Regions from separate parts of the Mus musculus genome. Here region 2 is linked to region 1. A link is a contact called in public Hi-C data. All regions are on one chromosome and are shown on one strand. Each heading gives the region's core, a stretch centred on a gene start, on an enhancer-like site or on the middle of the called end of the contact. The rest is flanking DNA. Distances are from core to core; before and after follow the strand shown.

Region 1 (4,898 bases), core at 1,556-4,055:
TTTAGGAAAAGCGTGACATGTAAAGAGTTGATTATTTCCTTGCAGCTAAGAAACTTCTTTCCGTCCATAAAAAGACTATCCAATAATGTTGAATTTTAATCTGTCACTTAAAAAAAATCACCATCGTGTGATACATAGCACTATTATAAAGCTAGGAGTTCGCTAGCCTTCCCTCTGACTAAGGTTTTGCTTTAAGATTGGTTTGATCTGGTATTTTTATGCCTAGTGGACGGGAACTCTTGAGAGAAACTGACTGGTCTCCAGAAAGTACAATTCCTTCCCTCTGAACATGTGAGTGAATCTGGCAGTATCCCTCCATGCGGTGCCTTTCCTTCGGTGCCTTTCCCTTCGGCTTCCTCTGCATCCTTGCTTTGCTGTATGTCCAAGGGTGTCTCAAGCTGATTTGACAAGATGGTTGCTAAGCCTCACGGCTCATCGGCAATGCTGCTCATCCTCCCCCCCCCCCGCCCCCCCAGCAGCCAGTGGAATGAGATGACCCGCACTGTGTACCCTTTTCATTTTCCTCCTCACTTGGTACTGTCCACACATAAATGTCATAACTGAGGGTCAGAATCCTTTTCTACTATGTGTAAGTCTTTTGGGGCACGTGGAAGGCACAATGAACACTTGTGTGGCCATGTGAAGGCGTTTATGGTGACCAGGGGTTCTTTGCAGAGTCCCGAGTTTAGACAGAGGAACTCTAGATTGACAACAAATAGCATGAATTCAGGTGCGATGTCCTCATCTGAGCACATTGGGTAGATAACTCAACAACAGCCACTTTCCCTTTAATTTATACAATCACACGTTCCTGGGAAATTAGAAATAAAACTAGTCACATTTAAAATATTTTTCTTAAGTGTTATTAAGTTTACTCAATGTAGTATTTTTAATCATAGTCACCGGATGTGATGAATTTTCATGTGGTGGTTTAAAAACAATCTTTCTTTCTGGCTGTCTGTCTTGATAACAAGGTGAGTGCAGCAGTTTCCGTTTCTCAGCTGACGATTGATTTGCTCTCGATATGGTAGAATGTGAGGGGTTAACTTAGAGATCATAGAGTTGAACTTATTTCACAGAATGCAGTAAGTAAGTCTTATTAGCACTCTGAAGTACCACATACGCACTGGGGACCAGGCCAAATCTTATCTGGACTCCACTTCCAGGTGCACCCAAGACGTCATTCTCATCTTCACTCACCCATAGCAGGAGTCCAGAGATTTAGTTCCCACTGAAAAAGCAAAGACCACTGCTATACAGTGTGTATAGTCTTTCTCATCTATTGGATGGAACACAGGGCCCCCAATGGAGGAGCTAGAGAAAGTACCAAGGAGCTGAAAGGGTCTGCAACCCTATAGGTAGAACAACAATATGAACTAACCAGTACCCTCAGAGCTCATGTCTCTAGCTGCATATGTAACAGAAGATGGCCCAGTCGGCCATCATTGGGAAGATAGGCCCCTTGATCTTGCAACTTTATATGCCCCAGTACAGGGGAACGCCAGGGCCATGAATTGGGAGTGGGTGGGTAGGGGATCAGGGCGGGGGGAGGGTATAGCATTTGGAATGTAATTGAAGAAAATATCTAATAAAAAATTGGGGGGAAAAGAAAAAAGAAAAAGAAAACATGACTGCCATCCAGGGCATGGTGGTGCACGCCTTTAATCCCAGCAGTTGGGAGGCAGAGACAGACGGATCTCTGAGTTCAAGACCAGCCTGCTGTCTAGAGTGAGTTACATGACAGGCAGGGCCAGGTCTACACCGAGGAACCCTTTCTTGAAAACCAACAACAACAGCAAAAACAAAGAGAATGAAAAAGAAAACACAACTTGTAGTTCCTTTTCCCATGGCCATGAGCAGTTGCTCTCTTATATCCAAAGTTGCACAAAAGTATGTCAGAGCTGTCTCTTTCTCCTTAGCACAATCTCTCCTAATTTTCAGCTCTGCATACTGGTTCTTGCCCATTTTCACGGACTCCCCTGAATACCATAACTTCTTCCCTGGTCAGTGCCTCCTCCCAGCACGCTCTAGTGGTCTTGCATGCAGCTGCTTGCCTCTTCTGCTGCTTCGCTCCCCATTTCGCAGCCTCTATCCATGCTGACTTCCTTTCTTCTCGTGTAATTACCATGCTACCTGCTATCTGAAACCACACTGCTGCTTTCTCCTCTGGAATGTTCCTTCTACTCCCTAATTCTCTTTGTTCCACTCATCCACTCATCCTTCAATCTCAGCCTGTATCACTACTACCCTAGGACACCTCCTCTAACCTGCTGACCAGGTCTAGCCTGCCCTTAAAACATCTCACAAGTCCTCTGAGTTCTGATGTAACATTTACCATGTGACTGATCGCTGGGTGCCTTTCCTACTGTGCTGTGAGCTTCACAAAAATGAGGGCTTTTGCCATTTTACTTCCTATTGTATTTCTAGTCCTGAACATACTCCCCCCCCCCCCCCCCCCCGCCCCCATGCCAAACACTGAAAGAGCTGCCCTGGCCAACCTAATCAAGAGTTTTGTGGCAAGAGTAAGCTGTTCCACATGATGACAAGAGGGGGCAGCAGAGAGCTGTCAGAGTAGAAGCCTCTGTGAGGTTAGCAAACCAGGCTTGTCCGGCTCTTTAATTAGGAACAGACTAGGAGAGGGAGAAATGTCAATTTGGAAACCGAGAGGCCAGAGAACGATCTGTTCAGAAGAAAAATGGGGTGAGAGTGAGAAGGTTCTAGCAGGAGTTCAGGAGAGGAGGCTGGTGAGGTTTGTGAGCATGTCTTAGCCCCTGGCTGGGTGTCCTCATTCACGGCGGTCCTTTCCAGGGCTGGAAAGGATCCTGCCCCAGTCATGCTGCAGACAGGCTAGTCCATGAGGATGGGAGCCGCTGTGTTCTGGCCAGCAGCTTCTTTTCCTCTGGGAGCTCACAGTACATAGAGAGTGGCAATTCTGTCCCTCCACGAGATTTGAGACTCACAGGCTGGACCTTGAGACACGAGGAAGAAGGAGAAGGGTAGGAAGTAACATTTCCAAAGTGCCCTGTGTCACAGACACAACAAAGTCTGTCTGGTAAGATTACACTTTAACGCATTTGAAAGGTGGATGTATTCTGCTCTGCGGGTTACAGTCGTAAGTGTCGGCCATTCATCAGGCGGCTAATCTGAATTTTAACCTTAGCCTCGTGGTTTACAAATCTGTCTTTCTGATATGTACTCAGAAGACACGGAGACTCCCCCCACATTTTTTAAAGCTTCTTCTTGTGTAAGGAGAGCATGGTCTCTTTTTACTCCTGTGTTACACGAGGACTAACATTTTTATGAGGGAGGTGGAGAGTTCAGCTTGGCTCACTTGAGGGCTCTGGGTTCCACCCCCAGCACCACACACAGAAAAGCTGCGCTGGAAACGGTTACCCTAATTATGTGTGTGTTGGTTTCTGGGAAGTATTTAGGTTGATATCCACACTCTGTGTGGCTGGCCTGTAAAGGGAACTCTGTCAGGACCTTCCTCTTGATTTTATATGGAAACAAGCAAACATTTTGGGAGGGTTTCTTGGTCAGAGTGGCTCCCCGTGTAGAGAAAGGAGTTATCAGCTCACAGCTCAGGAACCAGCTTTAGAATTATTCCGAGTTTCTGTGAGGTCCTCTGGAGAGAGTCCCCTCAGGAGAGCTTGCTCTTACGCCCACCCTCCATACCCCCAGTACCTCTATTGCCTTCACTGTCTCCATGGTCTCCACTGCAGGCACTGTGCCTGCTACACCCACTGCGCACACTGCACCCACTGCTTCCTGTGTGCCCACTGCCTCCACTGCATGCACTGTGCCCACTGCTCTCACTGCATCTACTGAGCCCACTGCACCTGCTATGCCCACTGTTCCCACTGCCCCCACTGTGCCCACTGCACCCATTGCCTCTACTGCACCCACTGCCTCCGCTGCACGCACTGTGCCCACTGACCCCACTATACCCACTCTATCCCCTTGCACCCTCTGCACTCACTGCTCCCACTACTTCATCCACTGCATTAACGGTGCCCTCTGCCTCCACTGCTCCTACTGTCCCCGCTGCCCCACTGAACCCACTGCACCTACTGCACTCACTGTAGCCCTACACTCCCTGCAGCCACTGCACACACTGCCTCCATTGAGCCCACTGACCCTACTACACCCACTGTACCCCTTTGTACCCTCTGCGCTCACTGCACACTGCACCCACTGTGCCCACTGGGCCCATTGTTCTCACTGTCTGTCTCTCCTGCCCCTCAGTACCCAATGCCCTCACTGTGTCCCCTGCACTCACTGCACATATTACACTGTAGGCTTTGGCTTGCTATGCCTGAGCACCCTAGCCCAGGTCCCTGACTTCACTGTCCACAGAGCCCGTGTGGCTAGGAGGTCTGTGGCCTGGGATGGAAGAGCATCATCTCAAAAGATAGAAAGCCAGCAGAGTTGAGGGCAGTGCCCAGCACTGTCTCTGTTACCTTAGCAGCTGAGAACTGAGCACGGGCAAGTGCTTTTGGCAAGGGAGAGATATGTGACTCTATCAAGTACTAAATCATGCTGAAGAATTTCACAGACGCTAGTGGTAAATCTGTCGTTAACACCGTCTTTGTCCTTCTTTGCACTAGTGTGGCCTGTTACTATCCATTTTCACCCGCAGGAATGACTTGTCTGTGACCCCTTCCCATTATCACCTGCGGGATAGTATCTGTGTTGCCTTGTTTTTATTAGGTAGATTTGATCAAGCAGTTACTAACGGTGACAGCAAGCTGCTCTTCAGATGCCTGCAGATGTCAGTATAGCCGTGGAAGTGGCTGCTGCCACCGGCACCTTCCGTTCTCTGTGCACATGCCCTGAGTCATGTTAAGTTTCTCTCCTACTCTGCTTTTAGTTTGGAAAACACCTGTCGATTCACAAGG
Region 2 (4,898 bases), core at 676-3,175, 87 kb after region 1:
CTGGGCTACAGTGATTCTGTTTTCTGCCTTTGAGTGCCACTGCTTTGGGTATGTCATAAAAATGGAAGCATGCCGTGTGTGTTTAGCTTATTCACTAAGTATGGTGTTTACAACTTCCATCCATATAGTGGCATGGGTCACAATTTTCATTTGTTTGAAAGCAGAATATATGCCGCTATGTGTCCATATTATGCTTTCCTGGCTTATATTATGAATTGCCTGGATCTTTGGACTAATGTGAATAATATGACTGTTCACAACTTGGTGGAAGAGTATTTATTTAATTCCCTGCTTTCATTTCTTTCACCGACACACATGTTCACAACTGGAATTGCTGGATCCATTTTTACTTCTCTGATGAACTGCGATACTCTTTTCACAATGGGGATACTGATTTACATTCTCAGCATCCAGGAATAAAGACTGCAGTTTCTCTATTGTCTTACAAACTCTCTCTCTCTCTCTCTCTCTCTCACACACACACACACACACTCCTCCTAATAGAAGCCATATTAATGGGTGTAAAGTCACAGCTCAAGTTTGATTTGCAGTGCCCTAACATTCATGTTAAGCATTCTGCCATGTTTTTTTTCTTAGTGTAGATGAAACAGTTTACATGTAATTATTTATGCTAAAGAAGTAGATATCAGATATCTGGTACTGACAGATGAGTGAAGTTCCAGCATATATCTGTGTTGTCTTTTTTTTTTTTTTTTTTTTTTGGTTTTTCAAGACAGGGTTTCTCTGTATAGCCCTGGCTGTCCTGGAACTCACTTTGTAGACCAGGCCGGCCTCAAACTCAGAAATTCACCTGCCTCTGCCTCCTGAGTGCTGGGATTAAAGGTGTGCGCCACCACGCCTGGCTGTGTTGTCTTTTAAATGAAAACAGGAACATCAGTCGGCATTCCTATCAGGACGCCATTCATGGCATCAGTGACTTAGGTGGTTTCTTTACTAAAGAACATGAGAATCAGTCATTTACTTTTTATCTCTTTGTCAAATAATGGTTGAGTTGGAATTATACCTTAGCAGCTAACTAAGCCACAAACTTGACAAAAGCAAACTCTATGCCATTTTGTGAGTGTCCAGTTTTGTACAGCACTAACACAATGTGTTGTACATTTTATTTTATGCTTTGTGAATCACGTGCTATGAAACTTTATTCAATAAAATGTTTAATATATACATAGTTCCCTCAGCCCCTACCCAGAAGATGCATTTCGGGTAAAGTGTGAAAAAGTGCCATCACTTGATGCAGTTTTATTCCAAAGCTTTCCTATAGCATAGATTTTAAGTGCAACTCATCAGTTGACCAGCAGGTGCCACTGTGGTGTAGGGTCACAGTCACAGGCTGGCGCTTCCTGGAAGAATGTACCAGAGTTGTAAGTTAACCATCTCCTAAATTCACTCTGTGGAAAGCATGTCACACCCATGTTCTGTGACAATGGACAACAAAGTGACAGGCATGACGTGTTGGTTTTGTTTGGTGATGCTAGGGTTTGCACATAGGGCCTTATACATGTTGGGCAAAGGTTTTGGGGGTGTTTTTCTTTTGAGATACCATCTCACAGAGTTGTTCAGGTTGGCTTTTGAACTTGTGATTCTCTGACGGATACCTCTCTAGTACCTAAGGGTACAGTTCTATGTATTTTAAACTTTTCTGATTGCATTCAGAAAACCAAACTGCTGTCTGATTGGCTCTCCTTGCTTCCACCTCTTCTGACCACCCCTGTCCTCGCTCACCCCTTTCATTCACGTTGTCTGTCTTGTTGTCTCTCAGCACTTTATGTAAGTACACCGTGCATGGAGCTCAGTTGATCCTTCCCTGGGGCCCTTTCCTCACGTTCTGGGCCAACTCCCTGTCATGCATATCTAGAGCTAGGTCTCACGGGAAGATCAGCGATTAGCTTTGGGGTGAGTATTTCCCTACTTTTCAGTGAACTGGTTCATTTTGCCCTGTTAAGCAGAAGACAGCTGATCTGGCATCAATGCCGTACAAAGATGTGATTCTGGTAAAAGAAAGACTCCTGTCCCTAAAGTGTTGTTTCTGGGCTTACTTCCGCGTGAATTCACAGTGGGCTGGTGTGCCTGTTACAGACGGAGTAATTTTCCTGCAGACTGTGGGAAATAATGGTTTGGGGGTGGGTAAAGGATGCTTGGATAAGAGAAGAGGGATTTGATGACTATTTGTCGTTTGCTGGCTTATCTGTCAAAGTCCGAGGAACAGCTCAGCTCTCTTCCTCGGCGCTCATGCGTCAATATTATTGATGCAGGCGAGAAGCTAAAATGAGCCCAGACATGCCAACTGTTTTCTTCGTCCACAAAACAAATTTGTTGCTTAGGTAATAAATGTGTGGCTTCCTTCTTCCCTTCCCGGGATTCTCTTGTCTCTGTTTCCTATTTCCAGGCATAGGTGTGCTGGGACAGTAGACGGGTGCTACCGTATCTGGCTTGAGATGGGGTCACGTAATGCACTTTAGGCATGGAGCCATCTCCCTAGCCCTACATTTATCCTCACCCTCCTGGTATTTGAAAGAGCACTTGGAATGCAGCAAACATGTAAGGCATTGTACTTTCCGTTCCCTGTTTCCACCTTGCCTTCCCCAAAACATCTTCCTTCTCTTGGCTGTTCTCTCTTCCTCTCCCCTCCCCCAGTGTAAAGCATCTTCAGGTTGGCGTGAATGAGAAGGTAGAAGAATCATTATTCTTTTGTTCCCCCCTCAGCTATGCATTTGCCTAAGTGATTCTTTGGATGGGAAGCAACTAAAACCACTCTAAAGAGGAAAGATCCATTTATAAAAATACCCACGGCCTATTATTGCATTGATGGCCGGCTAGGAACATATTAAATCTTGCCAGAGCGCTTCATTATGAGTTCTCATAATTCTTGGCTGTCCTTATTTGTTTAAGAGTGAAATGCAAGTCCAGAGAGCCACCCCTCTTCTCTGTGGCATTGTTTGCCACATGGGGGACTCGGAGTCGCATCGTGTGATGATTGAGAAAATAAGTCTGGCTTCCCCGTTGCCGTGTTAGAGAATTTGTCTCAGAAGTAGTAGTTGTGAGTCCAGCATTATAGTAACAAGAGGAGAAGTGGGAAAGAAGGGAGACATTTACTTTCTCAGCCCTAAATAAAGATATCAGAGTTTCTTGCAACAGACCTTGGAAAAAAATTTTTTTGTGGTACTTTGCTTTCTCAAAATGTGGTGGGACATCCCCAGTTCCCTTTGGACTCTCTAAGCATCTTGGGACATTGCAGGTGTTGCTTTTTCTTTCTTTTATAATAGAAAACTTCAATCAGTCAAGGGAAACACATAAGCTTCTCCATCATTCTTATTCTTACTTCTAATAATTTTTAAAGATTCATTTATTATTTCATGTATGTGAGTACACTGTTGCTGTCTTCAGACACACCAGAAGAGGGCATCACATTCCCATTACAGATGGTTGTGAGCCACCATGTGGTTGCTCCGTATCAAACTCAGGACCTCTGGAAGAGCAGTCAGTGCTCTTAACCGCTGAGCCATCTCCCTAGCTCTTTTCTTACTTCTAATTCCCAGGCCCATGACTCCTCAAAACAGGAGAAGGAATGAGTCAGTTGGGATATATACATTCAAATTCCTACACTGCAACTCACCTAGCCCAAATTCTGCCTCTACTCCATGTGGTATGGTTTTGGGAAGACAGAAGACAGTACTGTATATAATTCTCAGGTACAGAGCACACAGTTTAAAGGTCTTTGGAGAATATATTTTGGCATTATGACCAAGGGATTCACTAAGCATTCCATAAAATACACAGAAGTCATATGGAATACCAGAATAGGCGATATGCCAATGAGTGGGTCTTAAAATTTAAGTTAAGAAGAGCATGGAACTTTATTTTCTTCTTCTTCTGATGAACAGATGTTCTTCCAATGGCCACTCATTCCTCAGGAGATACCCTTCCCTTCCTCTCAAGCCTCTGCCATGTCATTCACTGGGATCTGCTATAAGGATCTGGCCAGCCTAAGCTCTAGATATGCTGTGGTAATTGGTAGATATGAAGCTGGTCAGAGAATGAAGAGCTGTGGCTTCTAGTTCTCCACTGAGAACAACTTTGGGCCAGATATAGTTTTTAACATCAGACATGTTTTCAATACTTGAGCTCGACAATACATATAGTATCCACGCCATGAAATATAACATCCACTCACCTTATGTTTCCTCCCTAGGCGTCTTTCTGAAGGTCACTCTCCATCACATTGGTGTGGAGCCACCTTCCTGTAGAGAACTTGGACACCTGCACACTTCTGCTTCCCACCTCTCCTTCTTCCATCCTCAGTCTAGAATTTGGAATAGGTGAACTTTAGGAAAAGCAGGAGAAAAGATTCCATCCACCCTGTGCTCTCAGTAGATTGAGTTGAAGGAGGATGTTCCAGGGCCCAGGGGAAATATTTTATTAACCTGGAATCACTGTAAGGTCATCAGGTATTGCCACAAGAGTAACCCTTTTCTCTATCAGTCTGTCCTGGAAATCCATCTCACCAAGAAACATGTGAACTGCCTTGAATGAGTTCATCAGCCTTGGGTCCACTTGGAGAGATAGGAGAGCGAACCTATCAGCTTTCCTGGAAAGGAGTAAAAGACTAAGTGAGAAGTTATTTATATTTCTGGCTGTCACCTGCAGCAGGCTGTTAAGATTGCCCCATTGAGTGGCCTCTGCTTATTAATAGAGGGAGTGAAGGTAGAAAAATGGAGTTAATGTTGCAATGAGACATGACATAGCCTCGCGTTTCCAGGATTGGCCTGAAATGAATTAAAGCCAAATTATACCAACAAATCTGTCATGCTGCCCTGAAAACAGGAAGTCTGGGCTGAGCCAACATTAGTCACGGCACACACTGGCAAACTCTACCAGAT

The links. A called contact is a pair of places that touch in the nucleus more often than the background predicts.
Region 2: a contact with region 1 is called in a Hi-C map of muscle stem cells, with 4 times the contacts expected there. The contact joins two enhancer-like sites. A contact is called at or near these places in 2 of 39 promoter capture datasets (the 3T3-L1 cell line and hippocampal neurons), 14 of 484 Hi-C or Micro-C datasets (the C2C12 cell line, the C3H10T1/2 cell line, the HL-1 cell line and 8 more), 1 of 115 datasets of contacts at active chromatin or transcription factors (embryonic stem cells) and 1 of 9 other capture datasets (adipose tissue).

Annotation. Positions count from the first base shown.
Region 1 is chr8:31,208,971-31,213,868 of GRCm38.p6, forward strand. The region is part of intron 3 of Fut10 (fucosyltransferase 10); the gene reads left to right. Among named protein-coding and RNA genes, the nearest start is that of Fut10, 24 kb to the left of the region's middle. Within about 2 kb of position 2,806, at least 38 of the 459 cell types and tissues checked have an H3K27ac peak or open chromatin away from gene starts, as enhancers often do. A contact at or near this core is called in the STO cell line and muscle stem cells, where this site is marked.
Region 2 is chr8:31,296,521-31,301,418 of GRCm38.p6, forward strand. No RefSeq gene overlaps it. Among named protein-coding and RNA genes, the nearest start is that of 7420700N18Rik, 69 kb to the right of the region's middle. Within about 2 kb of position 1,926, at least 9 of the 459 cell types and tissues checked have an H3K27ac peak or open chromatin away from gene starts, as enhancers often do. A contact at or near this core is called in the STO cell line and muscle stem cells, where this site is marked.